Regions from separate parts of the Mus musculus genome. Here region 2 is linked to region 1. Evidence: chromatin contacts called from public Hi-C data. All regions are on one chromosome and are shown on one strand. The core of a region is the stretch at or near the end of the contact, and the rest is flanking DNA. Distances in the headings are between cores, read along the strand shown.

What was found. A called contact is a pair of places that touch in the nucleus more often than the background predicts.
Region 2: a Hi-C map of the 63-12 cell line shows a contact between it and region 1, with 2.2 times the contacts expected there. The contact joins two enhancer-like sites. A contact is called at or near these places in 2 of 484 Hi-C or Micro-C datasets (the 63-12 cell line and B cells), 4 of 115 datasets of contacts at active chromatin or transcription factors (bone marrow-derived macrophages, effector CD8 T cells, large pre-B cells and 1 more) and 2 of 9 other capture datasets (adipose tissue and liver).

Annotation. Positions count from the first base shown.
Region 1 is chr17:12,157,213-12,161,512 of GRCm38.p6, forward strand. All of the region lies in intron 2 of Agpat4 (1-acylglycerol-3-phosphate O-acyltransferase 4 (lysophosphatidic acid acyltransferase, delta)), which reads left to right. Among named protein-coding and RNA genes, the nearest start is that of Agpat4, 40 kb to the left of the region's middle. Within about 2 kb of position 2,224, at least 77 of the 459 cell types and tissues checked have an H3K27ac peak or open chromatin away from gene starts, as enhancers often do. A contact at or near this core is called in the 63-12 cell line, B cells and bone marrow-derived macrophages, where this site is marked.
Region 2 is chr17:12,305,787-12,310,086 of GRCm38.p6, forward strand. All of the region lies in intron 1 of Map3k4 (mitogen-activated protein kinase kinase kinase 4), which reads right to left. Among named protein-coding and RNA genes, the nearest start is that of Map3k4, 11 kb to the right of the region's middle. Within about 2 kb of position 2,130, at least 63 of the 459 cell types and tissues checked have an H3K27ac peak or open chromatin away from gene starts, as enhancers often do. A contact at or near this core is called in the 63-12 cell line, B cells and bone marrow-derived macrophages, where this site is marked.

The DNA.
Region 1 (4,300 bases), core at 974-3,473:
CAGAAAACTTAGTAGTCTATTAATGTCAGGAGGAAAAAAAGGTGGCGTGGAAGGCTGGAATGAAGCTCCTATTTTAGCAAAGACTGGAGAAATAAAACAAAATGAAAATGTTTCCAGCCTCAGCCCTGACCCTGCACTTGGGGCCTGGCTGCCAAGTTCACTGTCCCTGTACATGCGTCCAGGACATCTGAGTCTGCCCAGTAGAGTCTGTGAGCTCTGCTGCTTCTGGTTTCACCTGGCAGTTAGCCTTATACCACCCCACAGAATCCCTGCCATGGGCAAAGAGAAAAGACAGATGGGGGAAGGAGGGAGACAACTCTTGGTGCTAGGATGCCAAACAAAGTATTTTTTAAATTTAATTAAATAATTAAATTAAATAATTATTACATAATTATTTAATAATAATTAATTTAAAATAGTTTAATTAAAAAATTAATATGTGTGTGTGTGTGTGTGTGTGTGCACCCGCGTGTGTGTATGTGAATGTTAGTTTGTGCACATGAGATCATGTGCCCATGGAGGCCAGAGGGGTTGGAGTCTCCTGGAACTAGGGTTACAGGTGGTTGTGAGCTGTCTGATTTTATAGTCTAGAAACTGAATCTAGGTCCTCTGCAGGAGCGGTGCATGCATGCTCTTAACCACTGAGCCATTTCTATAACCTCCAAATAAAGTATTCTGCCCACCTGTTTATGGCCTGACCACTGACCAGCCACAGAAACCCTCAGCCAGTTGATAAGCCTACAGTTGATGATGGAAGGCAGAATGAGGTCCTGTGGACAAATGCTTCCTAAATTGTTTCAAGTTGGGTTAGAAATGTAACCAGTTTCAATGGGTAGAGTGCTTGCCCAGCATGTAGGAGGCCCTGAGTTAGTTCCTGGGCACTCCTATAAATTGAGGGTGGTAATGCCTGAATTTAAGGTCATCTTCAACTACAAAGCTGCCTTGAAATCAGCCTAGGATATGTGAGATCTTGGCTCAAAAATAAATAAGTAAATTTCAAGATGAAATTTTAGAGTATTTGCTACAAGGGGCTGGGGCTCAAGGGGGTATGGCAAATGTTTCTTTCTCTTCCCATTATGGTTTGTTACTCAGGCAACTTTAAAAACCTAGTATGTGGGCTGGAGAGATGGCTCAGTGGTTAAGAGCACTGACTGTTCTTCCTAAGGTCCTGAGTTCAAATTCCAGCAACCACGTGGTGGCTCACAACCATCTGTAATGAGATCTGATGCCCTCTTCTGGGGTATCTGAAGACAGCTACAGTATACTTACTTATAATAAATAAATAAATAAATAAATAAATAAATAAATAAATAAATCTCTTTTAAAAAGCTTAGTATGCTTGATATAAAGATAAGAAAGAATCGACCAAGAATCCCATGTTTCTGATAAACTGTTTTGATTTATTGTTATTGCTGTTTATTTATATCCTCTTCCTGTTTTCCCAACGCAAGTTCCCCTCTGAAGATCACTTGCCTGTGTCTGTGGTTGGCTGATTGGCAGTGGTTTAGCATGGGTACTGGAACAAGCTCCAGGTATCACTTAAAGGCCTCCCACGGGCTCTACTGGAGACAGGCCATTTCTCTTGCCTCTCTTGCTTAAACTATAGCAGGTCTGGGAGAAGCTGCCTTAATCCTGTCTGAAAGAGGCAGTCAGGGCTTGGCGCCTTGTCAATCACAGCCTCAGAAAGGGCTGTATATGAGGGAAAGGAGAGGCTACTATGTTGCCAAAAGACACTGGGCTGGGTTTTCATGTATGTGTGTGGGGGCTGAGGGGTCCAGAATGGATGACCATAGGAACTAAGAGTCAGTTCTTGTCCTACTGAGGTAAGTAGATTTTCCGTCCGGACAGAGCCTCAAGTACAGTTTTGAAAGCAATCCCATCTTCAGGCTGGGTGGAAGACTGGTCATCTGTTCCTTCCCCTGAGTCCAGTTCTTTGGGTCATCGCAGTTAGGTGTCAGTGGATCTCAGTGAGGTGTCAGTGGAAACTTCTGCAGACTCCACAACCTGAGGGACCTGGGAGAGAAGCAGCCAGTGGCCCGTGGATCAAAATATAGGACAAGAGGAACTGCGTTTCTGTATCCCTGGAGACAGTTGTGGTGGCAGCTGTTTCTGGCTGTTCAGTCTCTTTTCCTCTCCAGCCAGCACAGCAGTGTAGGCCCTTCCCCGCCCTGAGGCCAGCAGGCCCTCCCGTCCGCCATGTTGGAAAGTATGTCTGGGCGCGGCTGCTGAGGGCCTGCTGGGGTAAACCTGAGTCTGTACTTCCTCTTCCCTGCTGACTAAATGTGCGTTACATTGAACGTAGTAAATTTCAAAACAAAACTTTTTTTTTAATTAAGAATTTTTCACTTCCTGCTTCATCTAGGGAACTCTTGTGAGGAAGGGTTGATAGTTGGCTCATGGTTTGTGTTCCAGGGCCATTGAGGTAGAGACAGCAAGATGCAGTAGGCAAAGTCCTGTGCTTTCATCGGTGGTGCCCATGTGTTGATTCCGGGCATGACTAGTGCTTACAAAACTCACACAGCTCCCCAGCACCCTCCCACTTTTTGGATGGGGGTAAGTGGGAGTCCGCTGAAGGCAGTTGCTTCTTTCAGCTTGTCAATGGAGCCAGGCTGAGTGCCACCAGAAAACTGTATCCCTGAGAGACCAGGCCCACACCCATTCCTTGCTCAAGCAGACGCTCGTTAGTGTTGCTGAAAGGAGGCCTGTGAGCCCATGCTGTGTGGAGTTCATGACAAGATCATCTGGACCAACCTAGCTGGAAACAAGGCAGCCCCATGCGCAAGCAGCCCTGGTCAGTGTGCAGGAAAGGGAGGGAGCACGTGAGAGGGGAGGGGAGAACCAGGCACAGGCTTGCTTGCCAGGGACTCAACTGGAGCCCCACCACCTACGGGTGTATACAGAGGCTGGAGGTAGGTTCATCTAGATCCCAGAGAGGGCAGTCCTCCTGTGAGAAGGGGACTCTGGAGAGGCCAATGGGGAACTAGGGAAAAGAAGAGGCTGTCCAGCATCCAAGAAACAGAGCTGGGGAGGAACCGCATGCGCAGATGCACCCCGTTTCCTGTGTTGCAACCTGGCTAGGGACCACACTGTGTGGCTAGTCCCAGTCAAGATTTGTTTAGGGACTTCAAGGCTAACCCCTTTCCCTAGGTGGTGTTTCCCAGACTGCTGTCTGATGTATGGAGGCCACCTGGATCCGTGGGCTGTGTTGTGTGTACTCACACTAGGCCCCAGGGCAGCGGTTCTCAGCCATCCTAATGCTGCAACTCTTTAATAATATACTTCCTCATGCTGTGCTGACCCCCAACCATAAAAGTATTTTTGTCTCTACTTCATACTGTAAGTTTGTCACTATAATAAATTGTAGTGTAAATCTCAGTTCTCTGGTTGCTTGATGCCCTGCTAAGGGGTTGAGACCCACTGCCCTAGGACAAGGCACCCTTGTGCCAGGGAGCACTCTGCCTGTCAGGGCCTCTGAGGCCAGATGGCTAAAGGCATCTCCCTGCTCTGTCCCACCTAAGGGATGTCTGTCACCAGGTGACAGATGGTCAGTGGGTGGAAAGTCACAGCTATGGAAGGCAGGTGCTCTTCCCTCCCAGAAATCCCACCAGGGACCCAGACTTTACCAAAGACTCGCGCCTGATGTTGAGGAATACTTGCAGGGTACCTTTGGGGCTCCCCACCCACCCTAGTTTGCTCAATTGTAGGCTGGCTCAGAGACAGGTTGTCTGATAGGCACTGCGATGGTTAATTTTGGTTGCCAACCTGACTACATTTAGAATGAACTAACAAAATGCAAGATTATGAGCATGCCTGTAAGGGAATTTTAGCTCACTGGGTCATGTGAGGTAGAAAGGCCCACCTTTAACTTGTATCACTTGAGTTGGGAAGACACACCCTAAACCTGGGCCACACCTTCTCATGGCAGCCTATATAAGCTCATGGAAGAAGGCGGCTTTTCCCCTTTGCTTGCTTGCCATTCGTTGCTGGTACAGAACCCACTTGCTTCTTCAGGAACTCTAGCATGTACTGAAGACCAGCTGAGACACCCAGCCTTAGATTGAACAACTACTGGATACTTGGATTTACAGTTGGGAGACCATTGTTGGGCTAGCTGGACCCAGCTCGTAAGGCATGTGTATTCAATCCGTTAGTTCGTCTGCTTTAGAGAATGCAGACGAATATAGGCATCAAGACAAAGGCCTTTCTAGAGCATGCACTTGGCCTTCCTCCACTTGCTGCTAGTCCCTGGACACTCAGCAGAGTTTCGAAAGAGATCTGGAGCAGGTGGGTGCGAGAAGCC
Region 2 (4,300 bases), core at 880-3,379, 150 kb after region 1:
GAACAACAACAAAAAGGATGACCGGGAGTTGTCTGATCTGCTGAATAAAGACCCTTCCCTTGTCACTTACACTGCCCCATGGATATGGTCTGTCCCCACAGGTTCATGTGTTAGGGGCTTGTCCCCAGAGTGGCAGTTATTATAACATGCTGGAACCTCTAAGCAGTAAGGCCTAGTGGGAAGTCCCAAAGTCAACTGCAGGTGTGCCCTCCACAGGGATTAGGGTGGTTCTCGGGGCTCCAGTTTCACTCAGGCTTCCTGTTTGGCAATGGGACCTCTTGCTCACACAAGACCCAGCTCCCAGTCATTGTTATCTGCCATAAAGTGATGAAGCCAGCAGGGGCTGTGCCTGGAGCTTCTGCCACCATATTTGAACTTTTGGCTTACAGAAATTTGGGTTGGTCTGTCTCATGTTTTCCACTTACAGTCATTAAAAACAGACTAATATACTGTCTACCCAACTCCTAAAAGTTCAGCGGACTGATCCTATCATTAAACTGTCCCATGCATAGTCTTTCACATCAGAATGAATAAAAACAAAGGTAAGTTTCTAAAAATGTAGCAACATGGGCTGGAGAGATGGCTCAGCAGTTAGAACACTGACTGCTCTTCCAGAGATCCTGAGTTCAATTCCCAGCAACCACATGGTGGCTCACAACCATCTGTAATGGGATCCGATGCCCTCTTCTGGCGTGTCTGGAAACAGCTACAGTGTACTCATATAAATAGAAAATAAGTATTTAAAAAAATGTTGCAACATGTTTCAAGAGCTTTGCAGTTCTAGATAGGAACTAGAAGAAATCTATTCTAAAAAACGGAATAGTAAAAAGTGCACATGCCAGGAGGTGGTGGCGCACGCCTTTAATCCTGGCACTTGGGAGGCAGAGGCAGGCAGATTTCTGAGTTCAAGGCCAGCCTGATCTACAGATTGAGTTCCAGGACAGACAGGGCTACACAGAGAAACCCTGTCTCAAAAAACAAAAAACAAAACAAAACAAAAAAATGCACATTCATATTTGTATCAAGTCATCAAAGTGTAGTATTTTACAATTTAAAATATAAATGTGCTATAAAATAATTAAGCTGGGTATATTATCTACAAGATGGACATGCCTGCCACTGTTACATCACAGGGGATGATATGGTGAGTTATAAACTGCATAATGGGGGCAAGGGAATATGAGGGAAACCTGCGTCAGAGTCAGAGAACAAAAACACAGTGGCTGCTCCTCACTTTCTCAAGGCCAAGCACAAGTCAGCGTCCGGGAGCCACAGCTGCTGAGTCTTCACACTTAGGTTACTCTTCTAAGATGGACTATGTTTATTTTAAAATGGACTTGTGTTGCCTTTCTAACTGGTTACTTTAATTTAGTGGGCAGACCTCATGCACTTTCTGGAAAGGAAGTACATCAAATTGAAGAGAAAAATTACTCTTAAATATAGTGTGTAACGTTTAAAAGCTGAAAAGCATATTAATCTAAGCTACACACACACACACACACACACACACACACACACACGTCCTGTTAAATGAACAACTAAGAACTTACAAAGGAAAAGCTGGCTGTCCCCCCTCACTGCAACAAGGTACTTCATCAGTAGTCACAGCGGAGCATCTGGCTGCAGGACTTAGGGCCTGCCAAGCACCCATCACAATCTCAATGCATGCACAAGAAGCAACAGCTGGAGCCAAAGAGGATGTGGAAAAGCTGGGTCTCAAAAATCCACTTTCTCGTGTCTATGGCTTCTGCAGACGGGGAAAACTCTAGTTCTGAGAGGTCTGTGATGGCTCAAAGCAATTACAGTGGGTTTTCCCACTTCCTCCTACCTTAAGCCACAAGAAGCAAAATAGAAACACAATAATGGCACTAACCGGGCTGGTAGAGACGTCAGCACCAGCCTATGGAGCAGAAGCCATCATTGTCTCTTCTTCAGACGAAAGAACGAGGTTAAATCGCTTTCCCCAAATCACAGGGAGGAATCAAAAGGGAAGGTTCACTGCCCACCCAGTCCCGAAACCTCCTGAGCACCCGCAGCACTGCCTCCCTCAGCCGGGAGGTAGGGAGGCATCCGTGGTACTGTTTGCACCCAGCCACTAGAGGAGACAAGGAAGCAACAACTTCCCGTCCGGGCCCTCAGGCAGAGAACCAGCCACTGAGAGCACCACATGCAAGTGCAGCCGGTAGCACACTAGCACAGAAAACCAGAGCTCAAAGACACAAGCGGGAACCGCAATCCCGGGCAACAGAGAGAGGCAGGGGACACTGACGTAATGCTTGACAGAAGAAGAAAGCAAGACTGCTCTATCCTAAGCCTACATGTGCTCTCATGGTCCCCCACTTTCTCCCTCCCTCCCTCCTTCGTTCTCTTTTCCTTTCTCTCTCTCTCTCCCTCCTTCCTTCCCTCCCTCCCCACTCTCACACACACACATCAAAGATAAATAAGTTCCAATTATCATCTTTAAGGATTAGACTATTTGAAAATGTAAGACCCGGGTCAGTGTTTTGGAGCAAAGTGAATTGATCAGCCAAGGCATCCATCCGTTCATACACTCAAGCCAATGTGACTCTCTTAAATAAATCCCCAATTTTAAACCGAAGCATAAGACCTACCTGCTCCACTGGAGAGCTGTCCACAGGACAGATGCAGTCTGGCCTGAGTGACGGCGCAGCGTGACCGCTACGAGATAAGGATCTTGCTATTTTCCTCCAAATTACTTACGTTCCACGCTCTCGTAACTAATCTCAACCAAGAGACCAAGCAAATGCGGACAGGAAGCAACTTAGCTTGACTCCCAATGCGAGGAATATAGTCCATCCAGGGTGGTGGGTGGAGAGCCCCGCTCCCCAGAGCCAATGGTAGCAACAGAGGCTTGGGAGAGGGGCTTGTTCAAATCTTACTGGACGGGATTCAGAGAGCTCCAGACACAGTGGAGACAGCTAGCCCAGCACCTGTAGCCTACCCCTGCCAGCTAGGCCCCAGGCCACAAAGCTTTCACAACCTCCCCCCAAACAGTGCAACTATCTGGGGGGGGGGGGATGACCTGTTCACACAGGTGAGCCTGGGGAAGACGGCTCCTACTGAAGCGGTAGCATTGTTCCACAGACCACGCAGACACGTGGCCATCTGTGATGCAAATGAGTCTAGTCCATACTCCAAATGGCCTCAGTCTCAGGGTTCCTACACTGCTGGAAAGGCCAGGGTCTTCTTAGGGTTGAGGAAATGTTATAACTCTAACCCCTTTTAAATCAAAACACAGATTAACATACTTCCAACATACAGCCGCATGGAGGGAAAACTGCCATTTCCTAGGAGAGGACCTGGAGGGCAGCAGGGAAAGGCTGGCCAGGGCAAGGCTGGCCACAGCAGGGCAAGGGGAAAGCCTGAAGCCTCCATGTCCATAACCGGGGCCTCCTGCTGACACCGGTCAGAGGCAGAACGGGCTGAACTGCCGAGGTGCCTGCAGCACATAGAGCTACTCTCTCTTTGGCCAGCCCTACTTGGTACCCTCAGCTTTCCTCCACAGGAGCCCCCACGTTCCTCACATCCGGTCACTTAGATGTCACCTGCACAGCTGCACACATAACCTATTGAGGAGCTTCACGAAGGGACTCCAACCCTGCTACACATGGCCTAGCTCAGCCTGGGACACTGGTATAAGCCTCCACCACCCTTACGTTTGTTGATCCACACACACAGAAGAGTCCTACGTGGATTACTACACCAAGATACACCCACGGTGGAGGCTAGCTGCCCACGGCTGCAGTGGCCTGAGTCCCTGTACGGCTGAAGCTAGGGAGCACCTGTATTGATGATCGGGTTGGAGCACTGTACCTTGGGGGCACCGTCACTCTAAGGTCACACTTGGAGTGTACTTTCTCTCCTCTGTTACAGGCACTGCTTCACCAACAGCACTTCTGTGCAAACTTTAAACTCAAACTCTTACTTGCCAAAGTTCACAGTTGTCACACGTCTCTGCTCTGCTCTGTAAACTCACTATAAACCTGACCCAAAGCAGTGAGCAGCCACCGCACAGCACCCCCAACTCATGCACTGCTGAATTCATTTCCACCAAAGAAATCCGCCTGCTATCTCTGGAGTCAGCTCGCTCTAGTTCTCTTCCACAGCAGCCCCATTCCTGACATCTTTAACACACTAGAGTCTCCAGTGCAGAAAACAGCCAAATTCTCCCTAGAATGCAACATGAATGGCCACTTGCCCTGTTCCCAGCAGATTCCTGTCCTACACTGACACCTCCTGAGCCTACTCTTACTGTCTACACACACTGATGTCCTGGTCT